Regions from separate parts of the Sus scrofa genome. Here region 1 is linked to region 2. A link is a contact called in public HiChIP or PLAC-seq data. All regions are on one chromosome and are shown on one strand. Each heading gives the region's core, a stretch centred on a gene start, on an enhancer-like site or on the middle of the called end of the contact. The rest is flanking DNA. Distances are from core to core; before and after follow the strand shown.

Region 1 (4,796 bases), core at 1,074-3,573, 530 kb after region 2:
ACTTTGACCTGGGCAGTGGCATCAAACTCAACGGGGACTGCTCCCCCATTTCCACCCCGGAGCTGCTCACACCGGTAAGGGCCTGCGGAGTCAGGGTGCTCCGAGTGGGGCTGGGAGGAGTAGGTGTTGACAGGGGCCAAACGACTGAAATGGCCCCAGATCTAGTCCCAGGCTGTGATTGCGTAACCTGAAGGTGTGGAGCCTGTTTGGCTGCTTGGGCCTTGGAGCTGGGCTTCCGCTTAGCAACAGCGGCTGATTGGCCCAGGGGGTGCGGCTGGGCGGGGCCGCGGTCAGGCTCTTTGGGGCTGGGCGGGCTGCCATCACCTGTTGATTGGGCGGGGGCAGAGGGTTGGGGCGGGGCTGACCCAGCAGCAGCCTCTAATTGGCCGGTAGGCGGGCCCCCTCGGCAGCCTCTGATTGGTCTGGCGGGGCTGTCTGGCTGCGGTCTCAGGGAAGTCCCAGTTGTGGACGCTGCTTCCCGCCGCTTCCCACCCCCGCCGGGCCCTAATGCCCCACCCTGCCCCCCGCCCGCAGTGCGGTTCCGCTGAGTACATGGCCCCGGAGGTGGTGGAGGCCTTCAGCGAGGAAGCCAGCATCTACGACAAGCGCTGCGACCTCTGGAGCCTGGGCGTCATCCTCTACATACTGCTTAGCGGCTACCCGCCCTTCGTGGGCCACTGCGGCAGCGACTGCGGCTGGGACCGCGGAGAGGCCTGCCCTGCCTGCCAGGTGCGAGTAGGGGCCTCCCGTGCACCCCTCACCCGAGCACCCCACCAGGCCTGCCAAGGCAGGCACACGCGTGCACTCGCGCTCACACACTCTGGGACCTGGACTGTAAACTCCCACCTCTGCCTGCCCAGTGCACCCCAAAGGCCTCGTCCATGCAGAGAGCTACCCCTCACCTTGGTGGACCTAGACCGAGCATCCCCCAGGACTGTCCAGTGCACCCCAAGGCCGGCCTGTGGACGTCCACACTTACACCCACCCAAGGCCCTGCTGGGTGTACCCCTTGAGAGTCCTTTAGGGCTTGGCCTCTAACCACTGATGACATCCATAGGGCAGTGCCTGCCTGGCCTTCCTGGGTTCCCAGAGACTCTTTGGGTTCCCCACCCCCCTGGAGAAAGCAGTTGGGTCAGGGAGTTGAAGTAGGAGTGAGGCCTATGATTTGGGGTGATCAGGTTCTAGCCTCTATGCACTGTAGGCGGCTCAGGGTTCACGGCCCAGTGACCCCAAAATCTGGCTTGTAAATTGGTCTCCATTTGGGCAGAACCTACCGAGTTCCTCCCTGAAGCCACTCTGGTCCAGCCTACCAGCCATTTCCAGACCACTGGGTCCTTGCCTTCCTTGGCCCCCCAGAACTACTGGTCTTGCTGGCTGATCTCAGGGCACTTTTCAGCCCTCTGTCCATCCTGCTGTATTGGGGGGTTGCAGCCAGGGCCCTTTTCCCTGGGCCCAGGTCATACTCAATGTGGTGGATTGTGGGGGCCCTGATGGAAGTGTCACTCACTTCCTGTGTTCCCGTGCAGTGCTCCTCCGGGTCCAGGCTTGCCCATTAAGCAGTTCTGGCCTCCACCCTTGCTGGCTGAAATGACCCCTCTCTCCTGTGTCCTCTCCAGAACATGCTGTTTGAGAGCATTCAGGAGGGTAAGTACGAGTTTCCTGAGAAGGACTGGGCCCACATCTCCTTCGCTGCCAAAGACCTCATCTCGAAGCTCCTCGTCCGTGATGCCAAGCGGAGGCTGAGCGCTGCCCAAGTCCTGCAGCATCCCTGGGTGCAGGGGGTGAGTCTCCAGCTGCATCCCCTGGGAGGCGTGGGAGGCCACTCACCTCCATCCAGCCTCTGTGGATGGGCAAGGGTACTAGAACCTTCAGCAGCCCAGCATCAAGACCCCTGCCCTGACTGGGCCAGGGGACTGCAGGAGTTACTTCTTAGCTATTTGCCAGGCCCTGTGTCCTGGAGGCACTGGGGCCTCTTCAGGCCTCAAACAGCATGAAGCTGAGGTCAGCCAGGTAGCAGGGTGGGCAGCAAGCCAGGGTAGATCCATGCCCTGCTAACCCTGTCCAGAGATTTGTCCCCACCAATCCAAGAAAAGATGTTTCTTCTGCCCAGTGGGTGCCTCCCAGATGGGCTGCCATCCCAGGCAGGGAGGCCAGCAGGGCAGGGGCCTTACCCAAAAGTACAAGCTGGCACTAGGGCCCCACTGTCAAGGCGGATGGGCTGGTGGAAGGGGTTCCCAACCCCTTTCCGCAGCTGGGAACCATCTGGAGGGAGTGGCTTTGGTGAGACTCAGGCCCCGCCCACTAGGGCGGGGCTCCTGCTGCGCCTCCCTTCCCCCCAGCCTGGCTCAGTTCCGGGGCAGGTGCAGGGCTTTAACTCTTGCCCCTCTCACAGACCGCTGGGCGCCCCAGAGGGCGGGCCAGGCTCTGCTATTCAGACTGCCCTTTCTTTTCTCCTTGCAGTGCGCCCCAGAGAACACGCTGCCCACGCCCATGGTCCTGCAGAGGTAAGGCCCGTGTGGGAAACCCCGGGTCCAGGAGGGGGCGCCACATGTGAAGATGTTTAAAGAAGACAGAAAAAAAAAACTTAAGTCGTGTGGCGAGAAGCTCTTCAAGTGCTTGGGTGTCCTTGTACTGGGTGACGGATTTGGGACCTTAGCAGAGGTTCTAGACCCCTTCCCCCAGCGGCCAGGGTCTCTTGGGGCCCCGCTCCCAAGGAACTGCACAGACCCCAGGGCTCCCGAGGGAAGCAGGGGGACGGTGGCTACCTCCCTCTATTTGGTGACCCATCCCCACGCCCGCCCCCGCTGTCCCCAGGAACAGCTGTGCCAAAGACCTTACCTCGTTCGCAGCCGAGGCCATTGCCATGAACCGGCAGCTGGCCCAGCGAGAAGAGGACGCGGCCGAGGAGGCGGGGCAGGACCAGCCCGTGGTCATCCGAGCTACCTCACGCTGCCTGCAGCTCTCCCCGCCCTCCCAGTCCAAGTTGGCCCAGCGGCGGCAGCGTGCCAGCCTGTCCGCCGCTCCCGTGGTCCTGGTGGGAGAGCACGCGTGACCCCCTCCTTCCCTCTGTACATAGGCCGCCCCACCCCCTTCAGATCTAAAGATTTTTTTAAGCTATTGCCTGCGGGTGACCAGCGGGCTGCCCGCCCCCCAGCTGGCTTCCTAGGCGCTAAGCTCAGCTCCGGGGGGTCTTTTTATATAAGGTTTCTGCTGTTGGGTTTTTTTTCTTTTTTTCTGTTCCCTTTCTTTAAAAAAAGATTTTTCCCCCCTCTTAACGGTGTTAAAAGCAAAGCGGGCGCCGGGGAGGAGAACGGAGGGCGTGCGGCTGGGTGGGCCCCCTCCCGCCGCCCCGGCCCCAGATGCGCCCGGTACTGTGAAGGCCCCTCCCCGCCGCCCGCGTGACTCAGGAGAGGAGGGCGCGGCGTCTTCCCGGGCGGGCGAGCGGGAGCCGGACCGCGCGTCCCCCTCCCCACGCTCACAGTATTTTCAGGGACGGGTCGCCCCCCACCTCCCTTGACGAGACGGTAGCTTCTTCCCTCCCCACAGACACCCTGGGAGCGGGGCGGGGGCAGGGGCTTCTCAGGTCTCTGTCGTAAAAGGGGGACCTGGGGGCGGGCGGGGTGGCTCCGCCCACTGGACCCCCTGCTAACTGACAATCCGGGCTCCCTCGGATCCTGACCTTAAGCTGCAAATGACCGGGGCCCTTAGCCCCCCCGGGGACAGTCCACCCGGGAGAGTGGCGCTAGAGGAGGTGGGGGGGCCAGACAGGCGGCCGTCAGCCAACGGGGGGGTCCCGCGGACCCCCTCCACCCGGGCACCCGAGTGCCTTTTCTCAGGGCTCAGTCTGATCATGGCCACGTCACGCCCGGTCGCTCCCCGGCTCTGGCGTGGAAGCTCTGTCGGCCCCCTACTCCGGGCGTCTCAGAATCCCCCGACCCCCAAGGGCGGTGTCTCTGCCCCGCCCGCCTTCAGGAAAGGCCGCGGCCGCCACGCCCCCTCCGCCCGCGCCAGAGTCAGAAGTCGCGTGACCCGCGGGGCCGGGGAGACTCTGACGCCCTGCGCCCTCGGGTGGGACACTATGCAATCCAGGCTTTCTTTTTTACCGCACACGTGCTTCTGCCAGCGGGGCGCCCCGCGGCCGTCTGGCTTCTAGCTGTTCGCCCATTTCCTTAGTTTCTTAAGACAGCGGTTCGCTTCCCTTCCCTGTTGAAAAATACTTGAATGTGGGGGGGGAGGGGTGGCTCGGGTGCGGTCTCTGCGGCCCTCTCAGCCTCGTAGATTGTCGCAGTCCGTGGTGGCTGGTGGGGGGCCGCCGCCCCCGCCCGCCCGGATCTGTGGACTGGCCTTTCCAAAGACTGGGGGTGGGGAGGCCACCCCCCATCATTTCTCGCCCATCAGTGATTCCACGTTTTGCAATTTTGGGGATTCTGCCTTTTTGTAAAAAAAAAAACAAATGGATTCTCCCGCAGCCGGCGCCATGGCCATTTTACTAGGGAAAGCTGAGCTGTGAGCAGCTTTTTTTTTTTTTTTTTCCTTCAAAGGTGGGACAGCCACTTCCTCCCCCCTGTCATCGACAGCGCGGCCCGGAGGACTGGTCAGAACCGTTACTGTGAATGAGCAACCTGGTCCCAGGCTGCTCTGGCGCTGGGGGAAGGGGGAATAGCAGTGTTTCAATGTTAAGATGTGTAAAAAAGACAAAAAAAAACCAACTTTTTTTTAAAGTGGGGGAAAAAACATCCAAGCACTTTAACTCCACTGTACCAGGTGAACTGATACAGCTCAGAAGTTTTCCTTGA
Region 2 (4,775 bases), core at 100-2,599:
TGCTCCCGAGTGTGGGTGGAGCCTGGAATGGGTGGGATGCCACTGTGGTTAGGCTGGTGTGATATGGCCAAAGGGACTTGGCGGGTGTCACGAAGACCCTTAATCAGTTGACCTTAGAGTTCATCACAAGGGGGGCCATCTGGGTGGGATGGGCCCTTCCAAGAGATCAGAAGCGTGTCTAGAGGCGTCAGATCCATAGACACAGGAAGTGGATGGTGGGGCAGGGGCTGGGGGAGGGGCTGGCAAGTCAGTGTTTCATGGGGACAGAGTTTCCATTCGGGAAGATGAGAAAGTCCTGGAGATGATGGTGGGGATGGTCACATGACATTGTGAATGTGCCTAATGCCACTGAGCTGTGCACTTAGAAATATTTAAGATGGCAAGATGCCTTTTATCACAATAAAGAGAGTGAGAGGGGAGTTCCCATGGTGGCTCAGCAGAAATGAATCTGACTGGCATCCATGAGGACGCAGGTTCGATCCCTGGCCTCGCTCTGTGGGTTAAGGATCTGGCGTTGCTGTGAGCTATGGTGTAGGCCAGCAGCTACAGCTCCAATTCGACCCCTAGCCTGGAAGCCTCCATGTGTCGTGAGTGCAGACCTAAAAAGATTAAAAAGAGAGAGAGAGAGCGAGAGGGAGAAAGACCAGAGTAGTGGCAGACACTCTCCTACTGGCCTTGAAGAAAGCAAACAGCCACATCATGAGCTGGATGAGGCCATGCAGCCTCGGAGCTGAGAGCTACTCTCACCCAACAACCAGCAGGAAAAGTCCTACCACTGCGGGGAGGTGGATTCTGCCAACCACACAGATGAGCTTGGGAGGCGACCCTGAGTTCCCAGCGGAGAACTCAACCTAGCCAGTCCCTCGATTTCAGGCTTTTGAGACCCCGATTTGAGGACCCAGTTAAGCCACACCCTCTTTCCTAACACAGAAACCAGGAGATGATCAAGGATGTTGTTTTTGACCCTACGTTTGTGGCATCTTGTCACACACCAGTAGCTGACTGACACACCTACCCGGTTGCCTTCAGGTGTGCTCGTTCTGAAACTCACCTCAACCCTGCCAATTAGAGATCACCAGCTCCGTCTCACAGAGAAACTAGGAGCTGAGAGAGGCTGAGGAACTGGCCCAGGGCCACGCGGTAACTGTTCTGTGACATTCTAATTAGCTGCATCTGTTACCCAGGCTGGACCGTAAGCTCCTTCAGGTCAAGGATCTTGCCCAACCGCCGGCCGGATGTTTAGCAAGTGAGCAAAAGAAGGAAGGAATGAGCTGGGGAGGAATCCTCACCTGACCTCCCCAGCGGAGAGGCGAGCCTGTGAGCAGGACTCATGACACATAGGGGCCTGCAGGGAGCGCACTCACCACGCCCCGAAAGCAGTGATGATCACACTGGGCTCCCTCGCTGAGTCAGCGGCCAGGGCCGAGGTCAGCTCGTGAGTCCCCTGGAATGGGACATGCTGTCCCTGGCTCCCTGACTAACGTCCCAGCTGATTCGAGAGCTCTGCCTGATGACAGGCGAGCTTGGAGCCAGGGCCCCTGGGTGCTGGGCTCACAAAGCCAAGCGGCTGGAAGGCAGGGAGAGCTGGGCTGCGAGCTGTGGGTGTCCTTGACCAGGGAGCCAGGGCTGCCAGTGAGGACAGGCATGCGGAGAAGGTGGGAAGAGAGGCAGCTGGGGACTGGGGATGGGGCCACACCCACACGGGCCCCTTGGTGAACCGTCAACCAAGTCTCCCTTGTCCCCATGCTGAGGGGCAGGGCCGGCTGGCCCCCTCGGCACTGATGGCCGGGTAGGAGGGAGCAGTCATTTTCTGGACGGGGCCAGGCACCGTGGGGGGTGGAGCAGCATCCCTGCTCCCACCCATTCAATGCCAGGAGCCTCCCACTAATGACAACCACAGGTGTCCCCAACTGCTCGGGGGTGGGGGGGTGGGAGAGGAGTAGAATCACTCCAGCTGAGACCCTGGTTGAGTGAGCTGATAGTGACAGCACTGCCTGAGAGCAACAGCAGGTGCTCCCCCAAGGCTTCAGGGAGGCCTTCTTGGAGGAAGTGACGTCTGAGTTGAGGTTGGTGGTGCCATGGAGCTGACTGGGGTGGGAGGGTGTGTGCTTGGGAGCAGAAGCTGCTTCCAGGACAGTGGGCAAGGGTGCAAGGTGAAGCAGAGGGAGCAAGGAGGCCTTGGGCAGAGACTATCTTATCCTGAGGGCAGTAGGGAGCCATAGAGGGTTCCATCCCACCCATGGCAGCAATCAGTTGATTTCCTGGTTTTCTGCATTAGGAAACTGAGCCACAGAGAAGGTGAGGTGCCCCAATCACCCCCAGCAGTGATGGGGAAAGGCCCAGCAGGCTTCAGGGCTGTTTCCACAATGTTTGAGGGTGGGGTGGCCACTGGCGCCAGGCCTGCGGGAAGCAGCACCACCTCAGCACCTCCCACTCTGAGACCCCCTTCAGGCAGGCATCTGCTCCCACCCTCTTTCCCTTCAGTAAATTGGGGTGATGACTGCCCTGCTGCCCAAGGCTGCTGCAAGAGGAGGTGAGGTTATCAGTTCTGCCGTCCGTGTCCCCAGGAGGCACAGTGAGGGTTCTGGATGGACAGGAAGCATGTCACATCACCCTGTTGTCTTTGAAATTCTCCTGCCTGAGCCCCTGACCCTCCCCTCTGGTCTCTGCCTTCCTTCTTCCTGAAGGTGTCAGGGGTCGTCCAGCCTCCCTGGTATCCATGGAAACCTGGGCCTGAGTGAGGGACCCCAAGCCCTTCAGCAGGTTGGTGGGGAGCTCTGAGCCCCTGCTCCCCACCCCAGGACCCTTCCCCTTGACTGAAAGAACCATGGGGACAGAACTTTCCCCTGGGAGGTGACCAGCAAGAGTGCACCCTCTGCAGGTCCCACCCCGCGTCCACCAGGAAGGACAGCAGTGAGGCGGTACTTCTGTGTCCTGAGCTGACCTTGTCTTCCTGTTCTTGGGGCAGGAACAGCTCAGCCCTTGGAGTGGACTTGTCCAAGCTCAGTAAGCACCCGAGGAGCTGGGGGTGGGAGCAGAGGTGCCGGGTCCCCCTGCCTGCCCGCCTGCCCCTCCTCTATCCTTGAGAATTAACAGGAAAGTTTGCAGACCTGGTTCCTGTGCCCTTCTCAGGACTTTGATGTGCTCAGCCACCTCTTGGGGGGCAGAGGTGCCAGCTGGGGACCGTCACCTGTGTTGTGGGGCCACCAGGGTTGCCATGTTTGTACACGGGCTGCATTGCTCCCCACACACACACCCCCAGGACAGACTCAGGCTCCCATGAGCATTTGGGGCATCTTTTTGGTGTGTGTGTGTGCATTGAAAAACACATAGCATAAAACTTACCATCCTAAATAGCCATTTTTAAGTGCATAATTGAGTGGCATTCACATTGTTGTACCACCATCCATCTCCAGAACTTTCTCACCTTCCCAAACTGAAACTCTGTCCCCATGAAACTTGACTCCCCCCTCCCCTCCCCCAGCCCCTGCCCCACCATCTCCTTCCTGTCTCTGTAGCTCTGACTCCTCTAGGGACCTCCTGGGAGTGGAGTCAGACAGTGTTTGTCCTTCCATGTCTGGCTTCTCTCACTGAGCATCATGTCCTTAGGATCCATCCACATTAGAGCAACGTCAGAATTTCCTTCTTTTTTAAGGCTGAATCATATTCTGTTGTATGGCTGGACCACATTTATTTAGCCATCATCTGTCCATGGACACTTGGGTTATTTCTACCTTTTAGTTGCTGTGAATCATGCTGTTATGAACACGAGTGCTCAGTTATCTGTTTAAGACCCCACTTTCAGTTCTTTGGGGTATGAGACACTTTTTTGTTCTGGTTCGACTCCTCGGCCCCAGCCGCCTGTCTGCCCCCAGCAATGCAGGGAACCCAGTTTGAGCTGCAGAATAGGGGAGCCGGGCCAATCAATACATGGCTTCTCCCTCGCCCACCCTCACTTGGGCCATGCGCCCCTAGGAAGAAAAATAGACTTTTTGCAGAAATAAATATGCCATGGTACAAGAATGCAGATGGTGTCCTGTGAAGATGGCATCTCCCTCCCACCTGTGCCCCCAGCTCTTGGCGTTCCCTCCTGTGACGACTGACATCACTGGTTTCCGAGTCTTTCCCTAGATGTGCTCTGCATCCTAGGAATCCTCTGTGGCCGTTAACTTTTGCAGGGCCAAGCTGCGTGTTCTTTGAAAACTTCCACTAAGAGGAGTGGCTCAGAGGGAGCCAGGGCTTGGGGAGAGGGGGTGCTGTTAGGGCAGCAGGCCTGTGTCAGCTCCTGGCCAGCTCCCCTGCCAGGCGCTGCGGAGCCGCAGAGGCCTCATGCATCCCATGCCTGGCCCCTGGCCCGCACACAGTGGATGCTACATAATAATAATCGACTGAAGATTTTTGCCCCCCAAGTTCATATGCTGAGGCCCTAACTCCCCTGCAGGATGGTGTTTGGAAATGGGTGCCTTGAAAGTTGACTTGGGTTAGGTGAGGTCATGGGGATGGGCCCCCAGGATGGGTTAGTGTCCTTATAAGGAAGTGAAAAAACCAGAGCTCCCCCCGCCATGTGAGGTCGCAGCAGGTGGCCATCTGCAGGCCAGAAAGCGGCCACACCGGCACCTGATCCTGGGCTTCCAGCCTCCCGGACGGTGAGGATGGTGAGGAGTAGAGTCTGGGGTTCTGTGACGGCAGCCCAAGTGGACCGATATATCTCATCAAAGATAAAAGTCAACAGCAACAACAAAAAGTGAACAGAAGCAGGACAAGGGTGGGCAGAG

Evidence for each region. HiChIP or PLAC-seq counts read pairs in DNA pulled down with a chosen protein or histone mark.
Region 1: an H3K27ac HiChIP or PLAC-seq map of alveolar macrophages shows a contact between it and region 2. The contact joins two enhancer-like sites. A contact is called at or near these places in 1 of 47 Hi-C or Micro-C datasets (heart right ventricle) and 1 of 2 datasets of contacts at active chromatin or transcription factors (alveolar macrophages).

The regions. Positions count from the first base shown.
Region 1 is chr2:76,518,023-76,522,818 of Sscrofa11.1, forward strand. It overlaps MKNK2 (MAP kinase-interacting serine/threonine-protein kinase 2), which reads left to right. Exons shown (of 15, transcript XM_021084205.1): 11 at 1-74; 12 at 535-729; 13 at 1,617-1,781; 14 at 2,461-2,504; 15 at 2,850-4,796. The coding sequence ends at 3,402. Among named protein-coding and RNA genes, the nearest start is that of MKNK2, 10 kb to the left of the region's middle. Within about 2 kb of position 2,324, at least 48 of the 83 cell types and tissues checked have an H3K27ac peak or open chromatin away from gene starts, as enhancers often do. A contact at or near this core is called in alveolar macrophages, where this site is marked.
Region 2 is chr2:75,984,467-75,989,241 of Sscrofa11.1, forward strand. The region is part of intron 2 of GNG7 (guanine nucleotide-binding protein G(I)/G(S)/G(O) subunit gamma-7); the gene reads left to right. Among named protein-coding and RNA genes, the nearest start is that of GNG7, 57 kb to the left of the region's middle. Within about 2 kb of position 1,350, at least 29 of the 83 cell types and tissues checked have an H3K27ac peak or open chromatin away from gene starts, as enhancers often do. A contact at or near this core is called in alveolar macrophages, where this site is marked.